Linked DNA regions of Gossypium arboreum: region 1 is linked to region 2. Evidence: chromatin contacts called from public Hi-C data. All regions are on one chromosome and are shown on one strand. Each heading gives the region's core, a stretch centred on a gene start, on an enhancer-like site or on the middle of the called end of the contact. The rest is flanking DNA. Distances are from core to core; before and after follow the strand shown. Region 1 holds the start of LOC108472944 (beta-carotene isomerase D27, chloroplastic). Region 2 holds the start of LOC108479496 (protein HLB1).

Evidence for each region. Hi-C and Micro-C count contacts between places; a contact is called where the count stands out from the background.
Region 1: a Hi-C map of leaf shows a contact between it and region 2, with 4 times the contacts expected there. The contact joins the promoter of LOC108472944 here to the promoter of LOC108479496 in region 2. A contact is called at or near these places in 2 of 5 Hi-C or Micro-C datasets (both in leaf).

What each region holds. Positions count from the first base shown.
Region 1 is chr1:31,004,907-31,010,816 of ASM2569848v2, forward strand. LOC108472944 (beta-carotene isomerase D27, chloroplastic) reads left to right here and starts at 3,281. Exons shown (of 6, transcript XM_017774510.2): 1 at 3,281-3,908; 2 at 4,004-4,096; 3 at 4,780-4,841; 4 at 4,927-5,033; 5 at 5,124-5,219; 6 at 5,330-5,715. The coding sequence starts at 3,528. The coding sequence ends at 5,379.
Region 2 is chr1:30,618,053-30,623,891 of ASM2569848v2, forward strand. LOC108479496 (protein HLB1) reads right to left here and starts at 3,681. Exons shown (of 14, transcript XM_017782140.2): 1 at 3,173-3,681; 2 at 2,436-2,558; 3 at 2,249-2,318; 4 at 1,960-2,073; 5 at 1,604-1,687; 6 at 1,207-1,257; 7 at 1,067-1,096; 8 at 867-929; 9 at 659-724; 10 at 392-517. The coding sequence starts at 3,528.

The DNA of each region.
Region 1 (5,910 bases), core at 2,031-4,530, 390 kb after region 2:
AAACTAAGTTTTCGTTGAGTTTTGTAGTTCAAAAATTCCATGAAAACCGTTAAATCCAAATAAAAGAAAATAGTCTAAAAGTCCCAAATTACATCAAAATAGGAAATAAAAACCATAAATGAAATTAAAGTAGTTCAATAGACATGTGGTCACCATTGAGTCCTCCGCAGCATCGATCCATCTAAGTCTGGGGATTACCTGTACAGATAAAACAGAAAGGGGTGAGTTTACGTAAACTTAGTGTGTAATCCCCACAAAAGACATGTATACAGTCAAACAACAGTTATCAGTCAAATGTAGTTTGGGGCCTAAGCCCATTACCGATTCAGATACAGTTTAGGCCTTAGCCCATTCAGATACAGTTTCAAGTATAAATTAGGGCTTTAGCCCACCTCAGATACAGTATGCATACAGTAACATAAATTAGTATCCTACCCACCAACCTCTACACACCATTTTCAACCATCCCTACACACTATGTGGGGTTTAAAACACTCACTCAGCCCTACACACCAAGTCGTACCGAATGCAGCACATATCAGTAATATTGCAGCTGAGTTGCCAGATAATATGCATAAAAGCTTTTCAGTACACTTTCTCCAATAATTAATCATCCCACCCCAATGCAGATGCAACTAAACATGCTCAATGCAGACATACAAAAATACATGCTTACATGCTAGAATTCAATTATCAATCATACATATAGATCAGTAAACATGCATAAATTTTAACATGCTCAATACATACATTATATATTCAGGTCATACGATTTAAGGTTTAAGTAGCGCTTACCGACCTTACAGTAGGTTAACAGTCAACTTGGGCGACCCATGCAACCCTAGGAAACATTTTAGCTAAATGGACCTACACGCCCATGTGGTTTGCCCGTGTGGGCCCACACGCCCATGTGGCCCATACACCCAGATTGGCCTTGGCCCGTGTAGATCACACGGTCTGGCCTAAATTCCCACACGCCTGTGTGGATTACCCATGTGGACCCACACGCCTGTGTGGCCCACACAGCCCAATTTAGTCAAGCCCGTATGTTGCACACGGCCTACCTGGCCTTCGTCGACCACACAACCGTGTCATTTATACATGGCCTACCACACGAGCAACCACACGCCCATGTGGCGTCAACATTTTGCAATTTTAGCTTTTGCCTAATCCCGTTTTCTAAGTTTTTGAGTACACACCTGGTATCGTTTTGCTGCAAAAACACTCCCGAGCACTCCAAGACCTAAAAATTGCCAATACCAAAGTTCAAATTTAGCAATTTTAACGAAATCAAGCAAGAATACTTCACTATTACAGCTTTACAATATTACTAAACGCACTCGAACACTTCCTGCTACAAAGCCGAAACCTCAAACACTTAAATCGCTGTTGAATCCTCAGCCAAAATTTGTCCTTCTCCTAAACCGAAAGCAACATAAACAACCCCTCATCAAACACTTAACCAAAAACCTCGAGATTAAACAGAATAGGACTTACCGAATGAACACTACCAAGATTTGCAGACAAGAGTTGAATTGAAAAGCCGAAAAGGTAAGGAAAAGAAGAAAATCTTGACAGGGGATATGAGGAAACTGAAACGTCAAAAGGGAAAGAGGAATTTTGGAAAAATCAAATAAATTATTTTGATAATACCAAAATAACTCCCACGTCCCTCAAACTACTCAGAGTTCAAATTCCATCAAACCCTCTCTCTCTCACTGAATCGAGCAAAAATAAATATCCTTTCTCGCGCACAGATTCAAACAAAGGACCTTCATACCACTTGAACTAACAAGCTTATTCTGATGTGAAATTACGAGTAATTAAATATAAACCCGCTGAACAAGTGTAAGGTTTAAGTCAAAAAAATACTAAAATTTGCCAAAGCTACATTTGGAACTTGGGACCCCTCACACACTTTTAAAACACTTAACCACTGAAACAGATACTCAATTGTGTTAAATACTTACAGAAGCAGAATTATAAATTCTGGGGCGTTACATGAGCTCTCTCAAATCTAATGATACAAATTGAGTTACATCGACGGTTAAGATTTGTGTCTATCTACAAAATGAGAATTCTAAGAGATTTAAACTCTATACATATTTATCCCTTATTATTTACATTAATTACCTTGATAACTCTAGTTTTACATTAATTCTGAGATTTTTCCATATGTTTCACAAATCAGACCAATTCAAGCGAATCAAATGAGCCACATTTTATAAGTTGACATTTAAAAGTCGTTCTATGCACAATAATCATGAGATTTAATCCGCGACCTGTGACATATATATAATATTATATATAATGTATAGTAACATTTTAGAACAAAGAAGAAAAATACCATTAAGTGAATTAGTTATAATTTTGATAAGTGACAACTCTTATTATTTAATACCTTGTTAATTGCAATTTTATGATATCAATTAAGACTCACTATTAATTATTTTACAAAGTGATTTTATAAATGTATACATTTATAATATTCGAGAGTTAAAAAGAATTTTTTTACAGAGTCAATATCCGGTTTAATAATATCGCTTATATTGGACTAAAATCTATTTTCGCCGTAAATATATACACTCATATTATTAAACATTTTAAAATAAATAGATAAATAATATTGCTTATAAATGTATACATTTATATTATTAAATATTTTCTAAAATGCTTTCTACAAAATCAATTTATATGGTAAGAGTTAAAATTTCTTAATGTCATTAATTATTTTACAAAGTTAATTTTAAAAAATTTTCTATATATATTAATTTTAATAATTTTAATTTTAAATAAAAATTTTAATTATTTTTCCATAAACTTTTTTTTCTAAAATCAATTTAAAAAGTATTTTATTTTACATCATCACTCTTAATAAACATTTTTATTCCTTTTTTAAAATTAGATTAAAAATATCTTCTATAAATTTTCTTCTCAAAAACATAATTTTAAAATAGTTTTATAAAATAATAATACATTAAATGTTATTTTAATAATTAAAAAATATTTTTAAAATTACTATTCAAAATTTTTTTTCCAAAAACTTATATTAATGGTTACTTTTGTTCAAATAATATAAATGTAGCTGGCTTGCTTGGCTTCACAAATTCCAGACACCGTGTTAACAGCAAGGCCAATGCGTGGCATCTCTTTAAGCCTCAGAAACATATCCGACCACTTCTCTATTCCTTCGTCCAAATGGGACCATCCTCTTTTTTTGTTTGGAAATTTCACTCTTAACCTTGCAAATGCATTTATTTAATTGTAACCAACATATTAAAATTATTTAGTATATGAACACCAAGGACAACAAAGGAAATAATTATTAATCTTCTCTCAGTGATGATACGTATGGCCATCGATTATTCAATGGCGGCCATGCAACCTCAGCCAACCACATAATCTTTACCTTTTTTTCTTAGTTGTTAATGAAACAGATTTGATAACTTCCAAGCAGGCAGGCAGGCTGAGCTTTTGAGTGTGCTTTCTCGAGAGAAAAAAAAAACAGCAGTTAAAAGCAAAAAACCATGGTGGCTTTAGGCCTCCAAGCCACACATTTGATTGCCCCTCAAAAGTTACCAATACGTAAACAAAGAACCTTTAGCAACATTATCATCCGGTGTAGTATTGCAGAGCCGTCGGGAGAACCAGCATCATTGGGACAAAAAACTAAATACAACGATGGGTTGTTTGCCAAGGCATTTATGGGTCTTTTCGCCCGCAAGATGGAGAAGTTCGCGGCTTCACCAAAAGCTGGAACAGAACCAAAGAAAGGGGTTTTCGACTATGACTATGAGAGCTTTGTTGAGGTGTCAAAGAGAGTAATGCAAGGGAGGTCTCGGTTGCAGCAGCAACAAGTGGTCCGACAAGTGCTCTTGTCCATGCTCCCACCGGGCGCACCAGCTCAGGTGAACAACTTATTATAGTTTTAAAAATTGGAACTGTTCGGTTAGTTGTGTTTTAAAATAATTATCATGTAACCTTGTTGTTGCTATGGATGCAGTTTAGGAAATTGTTTCCACCAACAAAGTGGGCTGCAGAGTTCAATGCTGCACTCACTGTTCCTTTCTTCTACTGGTTAGTTGGTCCATCTGAGGTAAATTTTGTTTACTCTTTGCTGTTTTGCACTTTCTTCTGTCATCTAATTGTAACCAATGTTAGTTAGATTACATTTTATTTTTTTACTCAAAAAAGATAAATTAATCTTTATATATTAGATAATAAAATAAACTGGTCATTTCTCTTAAAAATTTCATCAATTTATACCATTAAAAATTAGTATGATTGATGAAAAATCAGACAATAAAGCATAACATACCACATATACCTCATATTAACATGCAGTGATCAGTTTTTAAACAATAGAAATTGATGAAATTTTTAACAGGACTAATTTACTCATTCTTTTTAGTATAAGAGACAAAATGCAATTCAACCCTTGATACAACAGACTTTATGATATTTTTACTGAATACAATTTTTATATGATTCTTTTACCAAAAATTAAAACTTTCTATATAAATACCAAATAAACACAATTTAAAGTTTGTGAATGGTTAATTCTACTCAATAATGTTATAATAAATGCGATTTTTGTAACAGAGGTGGTAACATTTTATTGGATTCCCTGCTCTTCAATGTAAGATAAAGCTTATACCCCTTTGATCAAAATCCTAAATGGTCATTATTCCAAGCAACATAAGCTTGCGTTTTCAACATCTAAAACTCATACTTTCACCATTTTTGCATCTCTAATTCTAACTGATAAATGTTTATTAGGTTGTGGAAGTGGAGATAAATGGAGTGAAGCAAAAAAGTGGGGTTCATATTAAGAAATGCAGGTACAGAACTTGATTCATTCATTCATATATGACTTCATGAATGCTCTTAAATCTACTTAATTCTGCAATATTTTTTTCTCTAAAGGTACCTAGAGAACAGTGGGTGTGTTGGTATGTGTGTGAATATGTGCAAAATTCCAACCCAAGATTTCTTTACCAATGAGTTCGGCCTTCCATTAACCATGATCCCAAGTATGTTCTTTCAAAATTTTGGTCTTTGCCCTATTGAATTTTCAGCTTCATGTCGGTAATGGTTTAAAAGGTTAAATGATTGGTCCTCAGATTTTGAAGACATGAGTTGTGAAATGGTGTATGGACAAGTTCCACCATCTTTCGAGGAGGACGAAGCATCCAAGCAGCCTTGTTTTGCAGAAATATGTAAGTTAATTCCAGTTTCATTGTAACAAAAAAAAAAAAAAAAAGGGCTAGGTTCTCTTATGAAGGAGCCATTAATATTATTTTTTCTTACCATTAAACACCATGCGCAGGTTCCATGGCAAACCCCAAGTCTAGCGTCTGCCACAAATTACAAGCTTGAGATCATACTTCCCTGCCTTAATTAGTTCTCTTGCAGGGAAAAGAAGTCGAGGGAAGACTACCTCATACATACATAAATACATGTATATATAGTTCAAGACTTCTTTCTTATACCCTGATAGTCTCCATGATCTTTCAACCTACATACATCTTATGCTCTCTTTTTTTTTTTTTCTTTTTTTTTTTCTATAATTAAGAGGAAATGGAGGGAAATTTCAATAACATTATTAGATTTTTTTTATGGGTTGGGGGAGTTTAAAATCCGTGTATATATTTACCGGTTAAAGATTATTTAATTATTAGTGTTGTAGGCCAATTTGGCCTATAAAATAACAAACCTCTTAACCCATTTTCAAACCCATATTTGGAGCCCAATAACCAAGCCCAATCAATCTAGACCTAGCCTAATATCATAGAAAAACAAAACAAACAGTATGAAACCGTAGCCCCTAGCTACTGTCAGAGCCAGGCCACCCCCATGCCGTCTGCCACAACTGCCCTCTGCACCACCAGCTTTGCAGCACCGCCGTTC
Region 2 (5,839 bases), core at 2,431-4,930:
ATTACAAAAAGCTAAAATTATGCTACAAAAATTTTCATCAGCCAATAATCATGCAACCCATATAACCAGAAATCGAGACTACATCTAGTCAGTAAAACTCTGATGTCCAAGAAACACACTGCTCAAAACCTGGACATTTTAAAATAACAAAATATATCCACAAAACTAAGATGGGAACTTTAACGTCAATTTGCACAATTCTAAAACTTTAAATTTCAGAGAAAATGAAGAAATATAACGTTAGCTTTCTGGCAAAATTTATGTTTGCAGAAAGTCAAAATTTATGCTGCAAATTTTTCATCAACCTATAATTATGCCACCTACATAACCAGAAATTGACTCTATCTATTTAGTAAAACTCTCTAGTCCCAAATAAATATAGATTTCTTACAGAGTAATTTGGTTTCAATGCATGTGCAGCTGCAATGTATATAGCAGACTGGCTATACAGCTCATTGGAGGACATTTCTTTAGGATTTGTAGTACCGGTTTGTACTGAATCCTCAGCTAGTGCATACTGCAATTAAAATACAGATATTTCAAGTTTTGATATGCTTCACTTAGAAATGTTTACATAATGAAGCCATTAACTAATCTCATTTATATCAAAAAGAAATAATCATAAGTGAAGTTTCCAGTCTAAGAACTAGGTACTTACCAAGACAGTTCCAAGGTTGTATATTGCTCGATGGAAATCAAATTGCAATCGTATTGCTGCACGAAACTGCATTAGAAGTAAAGGATATTATAAGAATAGAAAAGAAAACTATAAGCTATTCTTTTAGGACATATCAGATGTCAGATTACTTTGCTGCCTGTTCCTATAGTCATCCAAGCACTCTGATTTCCCCAAATGACTTTTGTACCTTACTAATTGCAGTCTTCACAATTTTTTGCTTCTCTCGTGCAGAAACAATTGCACTGAGTTCCTAAAGAATATGTGATAAGACAAGAAAGTAGGTAAAGCATTCTCAGAGTCCATACAAATAGAATCAAATCTTAATTTGAAAGATATGGAAATAAATAAAGCTGATTAATCAACATTCATCACTAAATCATAATTTACCTGAAGTGCAAGTCCCCAATTGTTTAGCGCCTGAAAAAGATTTTAGCATCATTATAATCACTGGCAGAATAAAAAAAAAAATGGAGTCACTCTAGATAGCAGAATTACAAGACTAAAGTAAATAACTACTTCAAATATACCTGAGGGCTATTCCAGTTGAGTTGGACAGCTTTTTCATAGTTTTTTGTAGCCTACAAAGCCATAACAATAAGATTAGGCTCCATCAAACTCAAGGTAAAGGTTTTTATTTATTAAGGATCTCTATACAGCACCACCACAAAGACAACGTGTTTCCGTACTAATTCTAGAATATATATCAAGGTTCCACAGTCAAAACCAACTCCAATGGTTCTGGCCTTACTGAAACAGATTATATAAAAGTAAGCGGTTAACATGAAACAGAAACAGGAAATGAGATCTTATCCATCCAAGGAAAAGGTGTTCCATGACAAGACACCAAGAGTTTCCAATAAAGGACTAGTGTTATTCATACAAATGTCTAGCGTGACTGAAATACCAAAATTATATAGTCAGAACCTGCTCCCATAGTTCTTCAGCCTCCTTAGTCCGACCACGCATTTTCGCTCGATCAGATATTGCTATTGCCCAGTTGTAGAAAGCCTGTCAATTAATGACTTAGCATCAGAGTCATGTGAATGAAAATCAGAAAAACATATACAAATTATACAGACTCATTTCTCCTTTTGTGAGTACGTGTATATATAGAAGCGCTTATGCAGCTCTAAACTCATTTCTTTTGTGTATTCAGCTTCTTATGTGACTTATGCATTTTGAGCAGTCATCATGCCTTTGGCAGTTGAAAGTGAACAAAAAAAATCACAAATCCATAGGAATGCAACAAGATCATCTGGGACATGGAGAAGCATACATACATCATGAAGTGTCGGGCAAAGAAGAGTTGCGTCGTTATACTTTTTACAAGCCTCCTCTAGCAAGTCATCTTTAGAAGGTGAAGTAGAATCTGGACTAACATTATCAGCACTTTCCTGTAAGCCAAATAAGAACAGTGTGGACATGATATGAGCAATTTGCAACATTAAACATTATGATAAGCTTGACCCTGTTATGAAGGCTGTCCTAGCCAAATAATGATTGAATCTTATTGATATATAATTCTGAATGATGCTAACATAATAATCAAAATGAACCATTATGTCAAACCTGAAGAACCAATGCCCAGTTGTAAAGTGCATCATAATCTTCTGGGTTTTTCTCTAAAGCAGCAGCATACCTGCAAAGCCAAACTGAAAATCACTACTATGGAATATCAGGACTCTGGAACAGAAACATATCATGCTCAATATCAAAGTAAATTGTGATAAGTGTAAGAAAATAAGACTGACAGTACCTCTTGGCAGCATACACAAGAACCCGTTGGCGAGACTGGCCCTCCTCATCAGCACCAGTGACACTACTGACCAACTCCATTGCAGCACTGTTTTGGTTGGATTGTCTCTGCGTGCTTTCTCGACTGGAACATACAAATCACAGAAAAGAAAACAATATCTTTTACAAGCGGAAGAAGAACCAGAAATACAAGCAGGAACAATATATAGCATACTTAAGCTTTACATGAATGTGGCACATGAAAAAGAAGGTAAACTTAATTCCAGAAGTGAAAGATCCTGATACTAGGGGTTCATTCATTAAGTTAGACATAAAGTAAGACTACAATGAACGCCAAACACGAAATCCAAAACCAATTGAAGGACTGAAATAAACATATATTTCTTGCATCTGAAGTTTAAAGATAATGAATCCAGGACAGTGGAAGACCGTCACTGGAGAACAGTTGCTCATCCATGCTACTAACGAAAATTAACTTGTAGTTTAATAGCAAGAGTACACCTCAATTGCATTTGGTAAAATTCTCCAAATTGTCTATTCAGGATATAATCGAGAAACAGCCTAACTTTACAATTAATCGTTTCACATATGTAATTAAGGAGATGAATCAACAGAGAATTCCACAGATCCAAAAATTTCTACATTTATAATCTCACTAAATCCAATTATAAAATAAAAGAGCGTCGTTGCTTGTTCAATCGAAAATCCAGAACGAAAAAAAATAAACAAAAAATGTACCTGTAAGGAGAGCCTGCTTCCTCTTCGTCGCTTTTAAATTCAGTTAGCAACTCTCTCATCGTGAAAGTCCGATTCCCTTCATCTTTTCGCAGCTGCGGCCGAGCATTTTGGTCAGTGGATGACGGCTTGGCCGCGTCATTGGATTGGATCGAGCTCTCTTTGTCCTCCTCCTTCGTGTTCGGATCCGCACCGGTTACAACAGGTTCCACCTTCAGTGCGTCCTCCGGTTTGTTTTCCGGTCCTGGCTCCGTTTTCGATTCGGGTTGAGATTCCGCTTTTGATTCTGGTTCCGGTTCCGGTTCTGCTTGTGGTTGGTGTCCATTGTGAAGTTCGGATTCCTCAGTCGTTTCGGGCATTGCTATGGAGAAAGTATTTCCGTACAACGCCAAACACAGAAACCAAGAAGATCAAAAGAGAGTGAGTGAAGAACAAAACAAACAAAATATGCAGCGCGGTGGTGTGAAGGTCGAGAAAACGGTTTAAAGAAAAGTCCCACGTTAAAAAATAGGTGAAATTCATTATTAGTTCCTATACTATGTGTTTGTTATAAATTCAGTCCTTGTATTTTAATTTGGTATTATTAATCCATGGAATTTTTCAACTTTAAAATTTCAGTAGTGATTCAAACGTAGTTGCTAAATCTATCTCTTTCCAAAATCTTATAAAGTAAATATTTTATTGATTGTATCGTATAAATTAGATTTTGGTCATAAGCTTTAATTTATTATGAAATGATTACTAACTTTATTTATGTGTAACATTTTGCGGTTAAGTCTTTACCTTCTATAGCTGAAATTAGAAAATATTATTAGGATTGAAATTAAATTGTAATTTTTACGATAGTAAAATAAAATTTCACTATTTTAATAGCCTATATCTTTATAAATTTTAAAAGATTAAACTAAATTTTTATATTTTTAAGGGGTCAAAATATAATTTTATCTTTACGAGCCTAAATAAAAAATTTTCATTTTGGGAGCGGCCCCTAGTTTCACCTCTGCTTAAAACAAAGGGCTACAGACCCTTCTCTCTCTCTTTTTCATTCATTTCTCTTTTCTTCTATACAAAAATAAAACGTTTCTTTTATGAACTCTAAGGGTACGTTTGGTTTACTATAATGGAATAGGACTGTAATTGAATAAAGCTGTAATTGAATAGAGCTGTAATGAAATAGAGCTGTAATCAGTAATTCAACTGTTTGGTTGAATGGAATGGAATAGAGCTATAATAATATTTTTGTATTTGGTTGAATGGAATAGATATTGTAATAGTATAAGAAAAATTACTTAAATGACCAAAATACCCTTAATGTAATTTTTTGGATAGATAATTATTGTTATTGTTATTAAATCTTAATAAAATTATTGTTAAATATATTTTAATAAAAATAAAAATCAATAATTTAATCATATTTTAATATAATTATTATTAAATACAATTTAATAAAATATTATATAATTTAATAAAATTCTTAATATAATCATTATTATATGAATTAAAAATCATAATATATAATATTATAAAATAATATATAACCTACTTTATTATTTTTAAACTGCAATACATATTTAATGTGCTAAAATATCATTAGTGAAACAAATAATTTAATTATTCTACAATAAAAAAACAAAGTATTAGAAGTAATAAATAGCTTGTGATTAAAAAATTTAGACATTGAAATAGAATTAATGATATAATTTAAATGTTAATTTATGAGTTAAGTAATAATTTTAATCAATAATTTGTTACATATAACAAACATTATAATGTTACATTTCACATTCTCATTTCATTTAAATTGTGAGAGAAGGAAAGAGCATCACCATTGTCAATGGAGATTCCCATTATTTTTGTAGTTCCTAAAGGTCACTTTCTCAATACAGGAAAATTCTTAGGACATGTATCATGTGAAAAATAAAATAAAATAAAGAGCATACAGATTTTACATGGAAACCCTTTCGGGAAAACATCACGGGTAGAGGAGAAGAAAATTCACTTTGTCGAATTCGAATAATTACAAGAGGAATAGACTATGTCTATTTATAGGCTTGTAAAGCCATATTCTAGTAAAACTGAAACACCTTATTCTAATCAATATCAAATAGATGGAATTTAATAAGGTTTAAAAAACCTTATTCTAAAATAAAATAAAATAAGTGTAATTCTATATAGATTCTTCTTTTATTTTATTTTACCACTGTATTTTATTTAAATAAGGATTCGGGTCACTTAATTCTAACAATCTCCACCTTAACACAAATTCTCAATGAACAAGTTCTTCATTGCGAACTCTCAACGAACAAGTTCTCCACTTCTTCCATAAAACCCTTTAAGGGTTTAACTTCAACAATGAACACCAATCAAGTCTAAGCAATGCTCAAACTTAGTTATAGAAAGTGACTTAGTCATCATATTTGCAGGATTTTCATGAGTACTAATTTTGCTCACAACAATATCACCACGAGCAATAATATCACGAACAAAATGATACCAAACATCAATATGTTTTGTTCTCTCATGAAACATTTGATTTTTTGTAAGAAAGATGACACTCTGACTGTCACAAAATACTGTGCTGATTTGAAGGTCTTCATTGAGTTCATTAAAGAGCCCGTTCAACCAAATAGCTTCTTTACAAGCCTCAGTAATCGCCATGCACTCAGCTTT